2 separate regions of the Mus musculus genome follow, and region 2 is linked to region 1. Evidence: chromatin contacts called from public promoter capture Hi-C data. All regions are on one chromosome and are shown on one strand. Each heading gives the region's core, a stretch centred on a gene start, on an enhancer-like site or on the middle of the called end of the contact. The rest is flanking DNA. Distances are from core to core; before and after follow the strand shown.

What was found. Promoter capture Hi-C pulls out the DNA fragments that hold promoters and counts their contacts.
Region 2: a contact with region 1 is called in a promoter capture Hi-C map of embryonic stem cells, with 3 times the contacts expected there. The contact joins the promoter of Vkorc1 here to the promoter of Bola2 in region 1. A contact is called at or near these places in 4 of 39 promoter capture datasets (embryonic stem cells, erythroid cells and liver).

The regions. Positions count from the first base shown.
Region 1 is chr7:126,694,640-126,699,303 of GRCm38.p6, reverse strand. It overlaps Bola2 (bolA-like 2 (E. coli)), which reads right to left and starts at 3,304. Exons shown (of 3, transcript NM_175103.3): 1 at 3,205-3,304; 2 at 3,024-3,121; 3 at 2,611-2,749. The coding sequence starts at 3,267. The coding sequence ends at 2,650. It overlaps Slx1b (SLX1 structure-specific endonuclease subunit homolog B (S. cerevisiae)), which reads left to right and starts at 3,521. Exons shown (of 6, transcript NM_029420.4): 1 at 3,521-3,879. The coding sequence starts at 3,701.
Region 2 is chr7:127,893,738-127,899,001 of GRCm38.p6, reverse strand. Vkorc1 (vitamin K epoxide reductase complex, subunit 1) reads left to right here and starts at 3,385. Exons shown (of 3, transcript NM_178600.2): 1 at 3,385-3,593; 2 at 4,388-4,497. The coding sequence starts at 3,421.

The sequences.
Region 1 (4,664 bases), core at 2,055-4,554:
TGAACACTTGGGAGACCGAGGGTTGCTGCGGGGTTCAAGCCAGAAACTCAGTTGACAGTGGCTATAAAGTGAGATACTGCCTCAAACCAAACCAAACCAGATGGGGCTTGGGTGTGGCCTGGCTGGCAGCACCAGGCCCTAGGTTTGATTCCTTACCCTGCATAAACCAAGTGTGGTGCCCACACCTATAATCTCAGCACTGGGGAGGCGATGGCAGGAGGGTCAGAAGTTCAAAGCCAGCCTAGAATAGAGACCCTGTTTCAAAAACAACTGTAATAAAGCCAAAAACAGGAGGTTGGAGGGTTGACTTAGTGGTTTAGTGTTTCCCTTGCAGTCATAGGGATTAGAACTCAGATCCCAGCATCCACATTACAAGCTGGGAAACCTTGCAAATACCTGCAACCCAGCTCTGATGTGGATAAAACAGGATTTCGGGGCTGGTTGGCTTCCAGCCTAAAGAAGAAGCAAACATGGGTTCAGAGAGAGAGAGAGAGAGAGAGAGAGAGAGAGAGAGAGAGAGAGAGAGAGACTACTTCAAAGGAATAAGTTGAAAATGACAGAAGGCTGAGCAATGGTGGCACACGCCTTTAATCTCAGCACTTGGGAGGCAGAGGCAGGCGGATTTCTGAGTTCGAGACTAGCCTGGCCTACAGAGTGAGTTCCAGGACAGCCAGGGCTACACAGAGAAACCCTGTCTCGAGAAACCCAAAAAAGAAAAAGGAAAAAAAAAAAAAATGACAGAAGACAGATACCTGACGGCCTCTTCTGGCCTCCACTCACATAAACAGGCATGTATATACCTGCAAGCAAATACACTCACACATACACACAGGTAAAAACAAAACTTGGGCTGGAGATGCAGCTCAGCAGTTCAGAGAACTTGCTGTCGTTCCAGAGGACCAGAGTTCTAATCCCAACACCCACAAAGCCTTTAGTCTCAGCACTCTGGAAGCAGAGGCAGGCAGATCTCTGAGTTCTAGGGCAGCCAGGGCTACAAAGAGAGTCCTGTCTCAAAAAACAAACAAACAACAAAAACTAAGGGAAAAAAAACTTGACAAAACAGACAACATCCCATAAAGACAAACGAATAAGGAAACAGTCGGACCCTGAGCTAACATGGAACAGGGTAGTGGTTGGCAGTTCCGAAACCATGGTCTAAGACCCCCCAACCCCACTTCATTCTCAGCATCCTCCTGCCTCAGAGAATTGCCTGTAGGTTTCAGAGGACCTGGCCTCTGAGGAAGACAGGAAGGAACAGATCTCTTAAACCCTATCTATAGGAGTAAGGTGTTTGTTTTTGTGCACTGTGACCGTTTCACACGGATCCCCGTGGTCCTGAACACCTGATACTTCTGCCTCTACCTTTTATTCTACATGTGCGTCACAATGCCTGGTTTATATGGTAATGAGGACTGAACCTGGGGCTTCAGGGATGCTAGGCTAGCACTGTCGACTACCTATATGAGTGCATGCTTTTAAAGATATTCTCAATATGACAGCAGTTGCTGTGCCTGATTGGTGGGAGACTCTAGAGCTGGGGTCACACAGAGCGGTTCCAGAGGGTAGAGCTGGGATGGCACAGAACTGTTCTAGAGGGTCGGAGACTCTAGGGCAGAGGTGACAGAGCGGTTCTATAGTGTACCATGGCTGAATTGATACAATGCAGAGAACACCCAGGACCCCACCCCGGCCCTCCTCTCTTCAGCACACCATGGAGTTTTCTGGGTATAGACAATGGAAAATTCTGCCTGCCAGCTTGTGTCTCACCCCGACAGGGCATGTGATCCTGGGCAAGCCCCTTCTGCCTATAAACTGGAGGAGGGCCATCACTGGGGAGTGAAGGGGTGCTCTTTTGGGGTCCTTGTGAGGAGACTGAATCACTAGTTCTCCAGAGGAACTGAAAATGTTCAGGAAATGATGCCAGGGACAGGGAAGACATGAACACTGACTACTATGATCCCAGCTTGACCAACCTCTGTGATGAAATCAAGAGAAGATGGAGACAGGAAACTGGGTGGCTGAGACAAGCCTTGACAATATGGGAAGGACTGGGCATTGTGCTGGACGTCTGTAGCCATAGCTGCATGGAAGACTAAGGCCAAAGGATCCCCTAAGCTCATGAATTTACAAGCAGCCTGGGAAACATATGGGGACCTGTCTGAAAGACAAAACCAAAGCAAAGATCCACAGTGGAGAGGAACTAGCTGTGGGAGAGCTGAACTGAACATCAGCGTGCATTGTGTCCATCCCTCCTCCTGAGTGTGTACGCCTGTGAAGAGACTGACAGAAATTCTGTATCTTGTCTCTGCTACTTCCAGGAACCTGGAGTGAGGGAACCTGGGAGAATGCTCAGGGTTTCTGAGGGCTGACAGAGCAGGAACACCCTGCTTTTTGAGGTCTGACCTTGGTGACAGTACAGACCACAGGGTTTGACAGTAAAGCCTTGGCAGACTTAAGAACCGAATCTTCATTGTTTAAGTTGGGACCTAGAGGGCTCAGGAAAGAAATCCATCCAAATTTGCTGAAACAATGGCTGGAGGAGAGTCAGGGAAAAGCCACATCCGTGACTTGGCCTCAGGGTCTTCAAACAGCACACTGAGACCAGCTGGGCCAGGTTTAAATTTTAATGACTGTTCAGGCCTAGGCCCCTCATTCACGCCGCTGTCGGGTCCACTGCTCTGGGGTCAGAGTTTTCTGCTCAAAGGCATGGATGTGCGGGAGCTCTTCGGCTAAGCACTCGTTCACCAGCCTGGAGCGAGAGAAGGGAATGGGAAATGAGCGGCCTCAGCTGGAGTGATGGGCTCCGAAGCTAGGGTGACCAAGGAGATCGGAGACGTCTCCAAGAAGTGGGGATTCAAGGAGAGGACAGGAATCCAATCACAAAGGCAGGAGCACCCTCGGGGCTATGGGTCACATCTCCGGGCTTTGGGAATGAGTTGGTCCCACCCATGGCGAGCGGATGCCCGGGCTGCCATCCGGAGCCTGAGGCTTGGCTGGGTGAGAGGCTGGCTCCCGGGGCTCACCGGTGTCTCTGGAGCAGTGGCTTTCCCTCGAACTTAGCCGACACCACCAGGACTCGGAAGCTGGTCGCGCAACGGTTCAGAGTCGTGTCCTCCACCTCCTAGCGGGCAGAAGACCCGGACGATGGAACACGCGCCCAGGAGTCCTTCCCCACCGCCCGCGACCTCTCAGCATCGCACTCACCACATGCTCTGCCTCCAGGTCCTGCCGCAGCTTCTCGCGGAGGTAATCGGCGCTGAGTTCCATAACCACAGCCCGGCGGGGCTACAGCCCAGCGTGCAAAGAACCTCGCCTCGGGTCCCGCCACCTCGCTTTCCGCCCTCACTGCAGCCACTTCCTCCACGCCGCTCACTTCCGCCCTTCCTAGGGCGGCTTCGAAGGCAGCACTTCCGCCTCCTGGCTCCCTTGAATTCCCAGCACTTGGGAGGTTTCCTCCCAACAGTTAGCCAATCCGAGCCGGACTGGAGGGCAGCCAGTCCTGCGGTTCCGCTTGCACACCCTCCTCCTGCCAGCAGGCGGCGCAGCAAGTCGCTCTGCCGGCTTTCCAGGAGTTTGCAGGACCATTCTCCCGTGCTTTTTCCTAAACCAAGGTTTTGCAGTCCTGGCTACCCAGCCCTTTCCGAGGTCCGAGGTCCCAGAAACCACCCCCAACTCTGGCCCTTCAACCCAGAAAGTCCGGATGGACCATGCAGCAAGACCCGGGCGCTTCTTCGGTGTCTACTTGCTCTACTGCCAGAACCCTCGGCATCGGGGCCGCGTTTACGTTGGATTCACTGTCAATCCTGCTCGTCGGGTCCGGCAACACAACGCGGGTCGCAAGAAAGGTGGAGCATGGCGGACCAGCGGGCGAGGACCCTGGTAAGAAGGCGCGGGTGTCTGGTCGGAAGGCTCCGCGTAGGAGGCGGGCCGCTAGGGCAAAGGAGTGACAGAGGCGGGACCGGTTTTTTTTTTTTTTTTTTTTTTAGATCTGGGGCGGTGCTGAGTCCCTGGCCTGCCACCAGAGCAAGCGTAGCAGCGAGGTGGCACCTTATGTATATCAACACTCTGCGATGGCTGGATTAAAATTTGTGATGCTTAATTGGATTACGAGTGCACAAGTTTAGGGCTGCTTTGTAACTCCACTACCAGGGTATCAGACGCCCTCTTCTAATCTCTGCACATACGTACCAAACATTCATGCACATAAATGGATTTAAGAAAAAAAAAAATCAGATACAAAAGCTATGCTATGCAATTAACCTAGGTCCTTATCTTAGGGTTACTATTTTTTAAAATAAAGATTTAAAGATCTATTTATTCATTTTATGTATATGAGTACAGTGTAGCTGCCTTTAGACACGCCAGAAGAGGGAATTGTATGCATCGCAGATGGTTGTGGGCCAGCACGTGGTGGCTGGGAGTTGAACTCATGACCTCTGGAAGAGCAGTCAGTGCTCTCAACCTCTGAGCCATCTCTGCAGCCCCCTAGGGTTACTATTGTTACTATTGTTACTATTGTTGTGATGAGTCACCAGGACCGAAAGCGTACTGGGGAGGAACGCGTTTATTTGGCTTACACTTCCATGTGAATGTGCTTTCATCTCCTCAGATGAAGGGGTGAGAGGAGAGCCGTACCCAAGCTGTGTGAATATATGGCTTGGGCT
Region 2 (5,264 bases), core at 2,136-4,635, 1.2 Mb before region 1:
GGTCTTTCATTTTTTAATTGGACTCACACAATCTCTGGCTTAGTTAGTTTTAGAGGCAGTCTCCCATAACCTGTGCTGAAGATAACCTTGAAATCTTGATCTTCCTGCGTCTGCCTTTCAAGTTAACCATTATGCTGGTTTGAATAAAACTGTGACTCCCCACACCCGCACCCCCCCACACACCGCGCGCCTCCACCTTCCCCACCCCGAATAGGCCAATGGGGAGTGGCACTATTAGGAGGTGTGGCCTAGTTGGAGTGGGTGTGGCCTTGTTGGAAGAGGTGTGTCACTAGGGGTGGGCTTTGAGGTCTCAGAAGATCAAACCAATTCTCTTCCTGTTGCCTCCTGATTAGTATGTAGAACTCTCAGTTCTTTCTCCAGCACCGTATCTGTCTAATGGACAAAACCTCTGAAACTATAAGCCAAGCCAGCCCTAATTAAATATTTTCTTCCATAAGAATTGCCATCATGGTGTCTCTTCACATTAATAGAAACCCTAAGTAAGACAAGTATTGTGTCTAGCTTATCCTGTGTGTATTTATTCGTTTTCCCTGTCTCTTTGTAGGTCACAACTGGAAATGGAATCTCTTTTGTTTGTTTCTTTGTTTTTTCTTTTTAGTTTTCCGAGACAGGGTTTCTCTGTGTAGCCCTGGCTGTCCTGGAACTCACTCTGTAGACCAGTCTGGCCTCCAACTCAGAAATCCGCCTGCCTCTGCCTCTCAAGTGCTGAGACAAAACCTACTTTTAATCAGAGTTTTAAAACATTTTAACCTCCCTTCTAGCCCACCTCCCACCAGAAGTAGTGGAAAAGAAAGGATATGGGGAAGTTGGCCTGTTTAGAAATGGTTCTTTGGAACAAATCCCATCTGCGTTATCAGGAAATCAGCGGTTCAGTTCACAAGTCAGCAGGGGCAGCTCGATCCACCTGCAAACATTTCATGGATGCACCAACAGTCCAGTTCGATAGAGTCAGGATAGCAAACACAAATCAGTAGTGGTGGCACGACCTAGCAGAGACAGCTAGGCCTCTGCCACATTGACACGAGTCAACAGGAGGGACCAGGGACAACAGGAATGCCAGGGGGAAATGTTCTCAGCTGCGCCTCTCTCAAAGAAGTGAAGATCAGCGAAGACTCAAGACCAACAAACGTTTAGCTATGCGAGCAAGCCAAACTCCTGGCTCCTGTCACTGTCCATCAAGTCCTTTTTATACGACCTCCAAACATCACGTGTCTCCTCGGGCTTCCCTCTGCACTTGAGTCTTCTCAGCTGATATCACTCTGCCCATCAGCCTGAGTCACTGGAAATGGTAAGAAGCCATAGCACACTACCAGAAGGTTTTTGGTGTGTTTCTCTCTTTGGAGTTCCAACAATCAGAGCCCAACTAAGCAATGTAAGGTAGGCCAATGCATGTGTGTACTTAGCAAAGGCTCCTTCATCATGTGTCCTTTCATGTGCTTGCTTTAGCAGAACATCCTCTCTCCTGTGTCTGCTTCAGTGAAATGTTTCTTCACGTTTGTGACAGCAAAACACCGTCCAACACAACTGACTCTCCAAAGAACCCATAAGTTTCTACTTCATGACTCTCATCAAAAGAAGCAATACAGAGAAGAAGGGAGGAAGCGAAGAGACAGAGTGGGGCTGAGGCTCCTCAGCTCAGCTGGGGATGTCATTTCCTGGGAGCTGCAATGCCTCTGCTGAGGATGCTTCCTCTCAGAGCTGTGTGGCTCTTGGGCCCCCATGTCTCAGGATGCCCTCCCATTGGAATACCTTCTCTCCTCAGCTGTGTCGTTCCTGGGCTTCCGAGTCCCAGGATACCTTCCCATCTGAGCAGGAACACTTACAGTATCCACCACACTCTCTGACGTAAAAGAAGTAGACCCGAGAAGGAGAAGCCATGGAGAGAGGGCAGCCATCAAGGAAGAAAGAGTTCCTTAAAGCAGTAACTAATATCACTTGGAAGTCAAACTTTTTGACTCTAAAAATAAACATTAGACTCAATGTTCAAGTCATGCTTGCAACTAGGTGTCAAGGACATGCTCAAGGGCAGCTAGTTTGTCATGTGAGCATCAGTAAGACGTAAGGAAGACTGGGAATGTAAAATCTTCCCAAAACTTGGCTGTGAAGGGATTAGATTAAAGACAACTGGAGAGGGAGCTGGTGAAGAAACTCCAGGCAAATGGGAAGGGTGGAAAGGCAGACAGTACAGAACTGACAGGTCCTCAGTGGGGAGGGGGGGATATTTGTAAAGGGGAGATAATATAAGAGGGATTGTTGGGTTGATCCAGGCTCAGGTTTTGCCAAGAGTGCGCCACAGTGGTACAGAGGTCTGGGAAATCACAGGAAAGTATGGCCTAGATAAAGGAATTTATTGTGAGAGGGAGGGTGCCTCTGCCCACAAGGGGCGCTAGTGAGACACGAGGGATGGCTGGCGGTGATCTTGAAAGACAGGTTGTAGACAAATGGTATCTGAAATAATTTCGGGGAAAATGCTTCCAGAGTCGTATCCCTGCTTTCGCGGAATTCCATTCGTCTATTGACCCGTAGGTTCTAGACATACCAGATGCATAGACAGAACTTGTCATAAAAAATGTGCTAAGCCGGGCGTGGTGGCGCATGCCTTTAATCCCAGCACTCGGGAGGCAGAGGCAGGAGGATTTCTGAGTTCGAGGCCAACCTGGTCTTCTACAGAGTGAGTTCCAGGACAACCAGGGCTACACAGAGAAACCCTGTCTCACCTCCCCCCCCCCCCCAAATGAGCTAAACGGGAGATGGTTTAGCAGTTAAGAGCACTGACTGAACTTCCAGAGGTCCTTGAGTTCAATTCTCAGCAACCACACACGGTGGCTCACAATCATATGTAACCGGACCCAATGCCCTCTTCTGGTGTGTCTGAAGATAGCGACAGTGTGTTTGTGTTTGTGTGTGTGTGTGTGTGTGTGTGTGTTACCGTCCTGTTAATAGTAGCTTTACAGAGCCGGGCATGGTGGCACACGCCTTTAAATCCCAGCACTTGGGAGGCAGAGGCAGGCAGATTTCTGAGTTAGAGGCCAACCTGGTCTACAGAGTGAGTTCCAGGACAGCCAGGGCTGCACAGAGAAACCCTGTCCTTGAAAAACCAAACAAAACAAAACAAAGTAGCTTTACAGCACTACATACTCAAATTTCCCTTAATGTCTTGCAGCCTCTCCAACTACAATTCCCATCATGCCCGGCAGCTGCGTTATCAATGATTACCCACATTCCTAAATCCTGTTTACCAGCCCAGCATTCCTAGCTGTCATGCCTAAGAATAACCAATTGAATTGGAGAACGCCAGCGGAGGCCGACCAATCTTCCGGTAGGAGGGGCGTGGTGACAGCAGGCCCCGCCCTGCCCCGTGGCGATTCTTCCCTCCTGTCCCTGGGCTGTACTGTCGACATGGGCACCACCTGGAGGAGCCCTGGACTCGTGCGGCTTGCACTGTGCCTCGCTGGCTTAGCCCTCTCACTGTACGCACTGCACGTGAAGGCGGCGCGCGCCCGCGATGAAAATTACCGCGCGCTCTGCGATGTGGGCACGGCCATCAGCTGTTCCCGCGTCTTCTCCTCTCGGTGCGTGCAGACATGGAAAGCATGGGGCTCTTGAAGGCCAGGTTACCAGATAATTTTGGAGTCTGGGGTCGCAGTGTCCACAGAAAGGACACTTTGAGAGCGGCCTGGCTCCATGGGTTTTGGTGGGTAATCGGACGTGCACACTGGACCTCACAGAGATACTGGTGCTTGAACGCTTTCTGAGGATACTGTAAATACCAATGATGGGAAGACTGGAGGAGGCAGGGCAGTATATTGCATAGAGACTGAGGAAACTTGAGATGATACAAAGCGGGAGGAGGGGGTGGACTATTGGCTGTGCTGAGGGGACAAAGTGGCTCACTCTGTCCGGGTTGGAGGACCAAATGTTAGTGGGTGGTGAGGGAACTGTAGCTTTGTAGGCCCAAGCAAATAGATTTCCCAGTTGTGATCACCGTAAAGCGAAATCAAGCTGGGAAAAACTTTTAACCTTTCATTTATTTGTTTGTGAGGTGGCACATGCATGCCACTACATGCATGTGGAAGTCAAGAGAATAACGTTCGGGAGTTGAGTCTCTCCTTCTTTGTGGGCTGCGGGGGGATTCGATCCAGTTGACAGGCCTGGCAGCTGATACTTGTTTTTCCTGAGCCATCTCACCAACTCCTGAAAAATTATTGATAGTCTGTGATGACAGGCCACTAAGAGCCCCAGGACATGCCAGGTCAATGCCCTTTGGACTCTTAGTAGGTGGAGCTTCTTGCTAATCACTGTTCTACAAAAAAGCTCAAGAGGCACTTGGCCTACCCCACTTACCTGCTTCTTTCACTTCCACCAGGTGGGGCCGGGGCTTTGGGCTGGTGGAGCACATGCTAGGAGCGGACAGCGTCCTCAACCAATCCAACAGCATATTTGGTTGCCTGTTCTACACCTTACAGCTGTTGTTAGGTGAGTGAGTGGCTTTGCCCCTTCATGACCTGTCTTCTGAAATCCAGAGCAGCCCCACCTCGTGTCGTGTCGTGTCGGTGACCCAGACAATTGACACCCAGCTGCTAATTACTGAGCAATCTCATCACAAGGAGTCAAGAAAGCAGAACACTTAGCAGGAGGCTTATCCTACTTGGTTTAGGTAGCCAGAGGCTGAGGGCCCTCAAAGATTTCTCACAATCTCAGTTTTATGGCAAAGAATCAACTTCTTTCTTTTTGTTTAGTTTTTCGTTTTTTCTTCTCCCTCTCCCTCCCTCACCTTTTTTCCTCTTCCCCCCTCCCCCCCAACCCAAGGAGAGGATTTCTCTGTGTAATCCTGGCCGTTCTGGAAGTCACTACATGGGCCACCACACCTCACATGGGTTTTGTTTTTGTTGTTTGGTTTGTTTTTGAGGGGTGTGGTGAGGCTGAGGCAGGTGTTGAGATAGGGTTTCTCTGTGTAGTCCTGAATGTCCTGGAACTCACTCTGTAGACCAGCTGGCCTCAGACTGAGAGATCTGACTGTGTCTGCCATCAGAGTGCTGGGATTAAAGCATGGCTTTGGACCACACCTGGTAGGTTTTGAGACAGGGTCTTTTTGAGACAGGGTCTCTCTACATAACCCTAGTTGTCCCGGAGTTCATTATGTAGACCAGTCTGGCCTAGAATTTGCAGGAACTCTCCTGCTTCTGCTTCCGGAGTGCTGGGACTGTACACCACCGTGCTCAACTGATAGTTTTTTGGTTTGC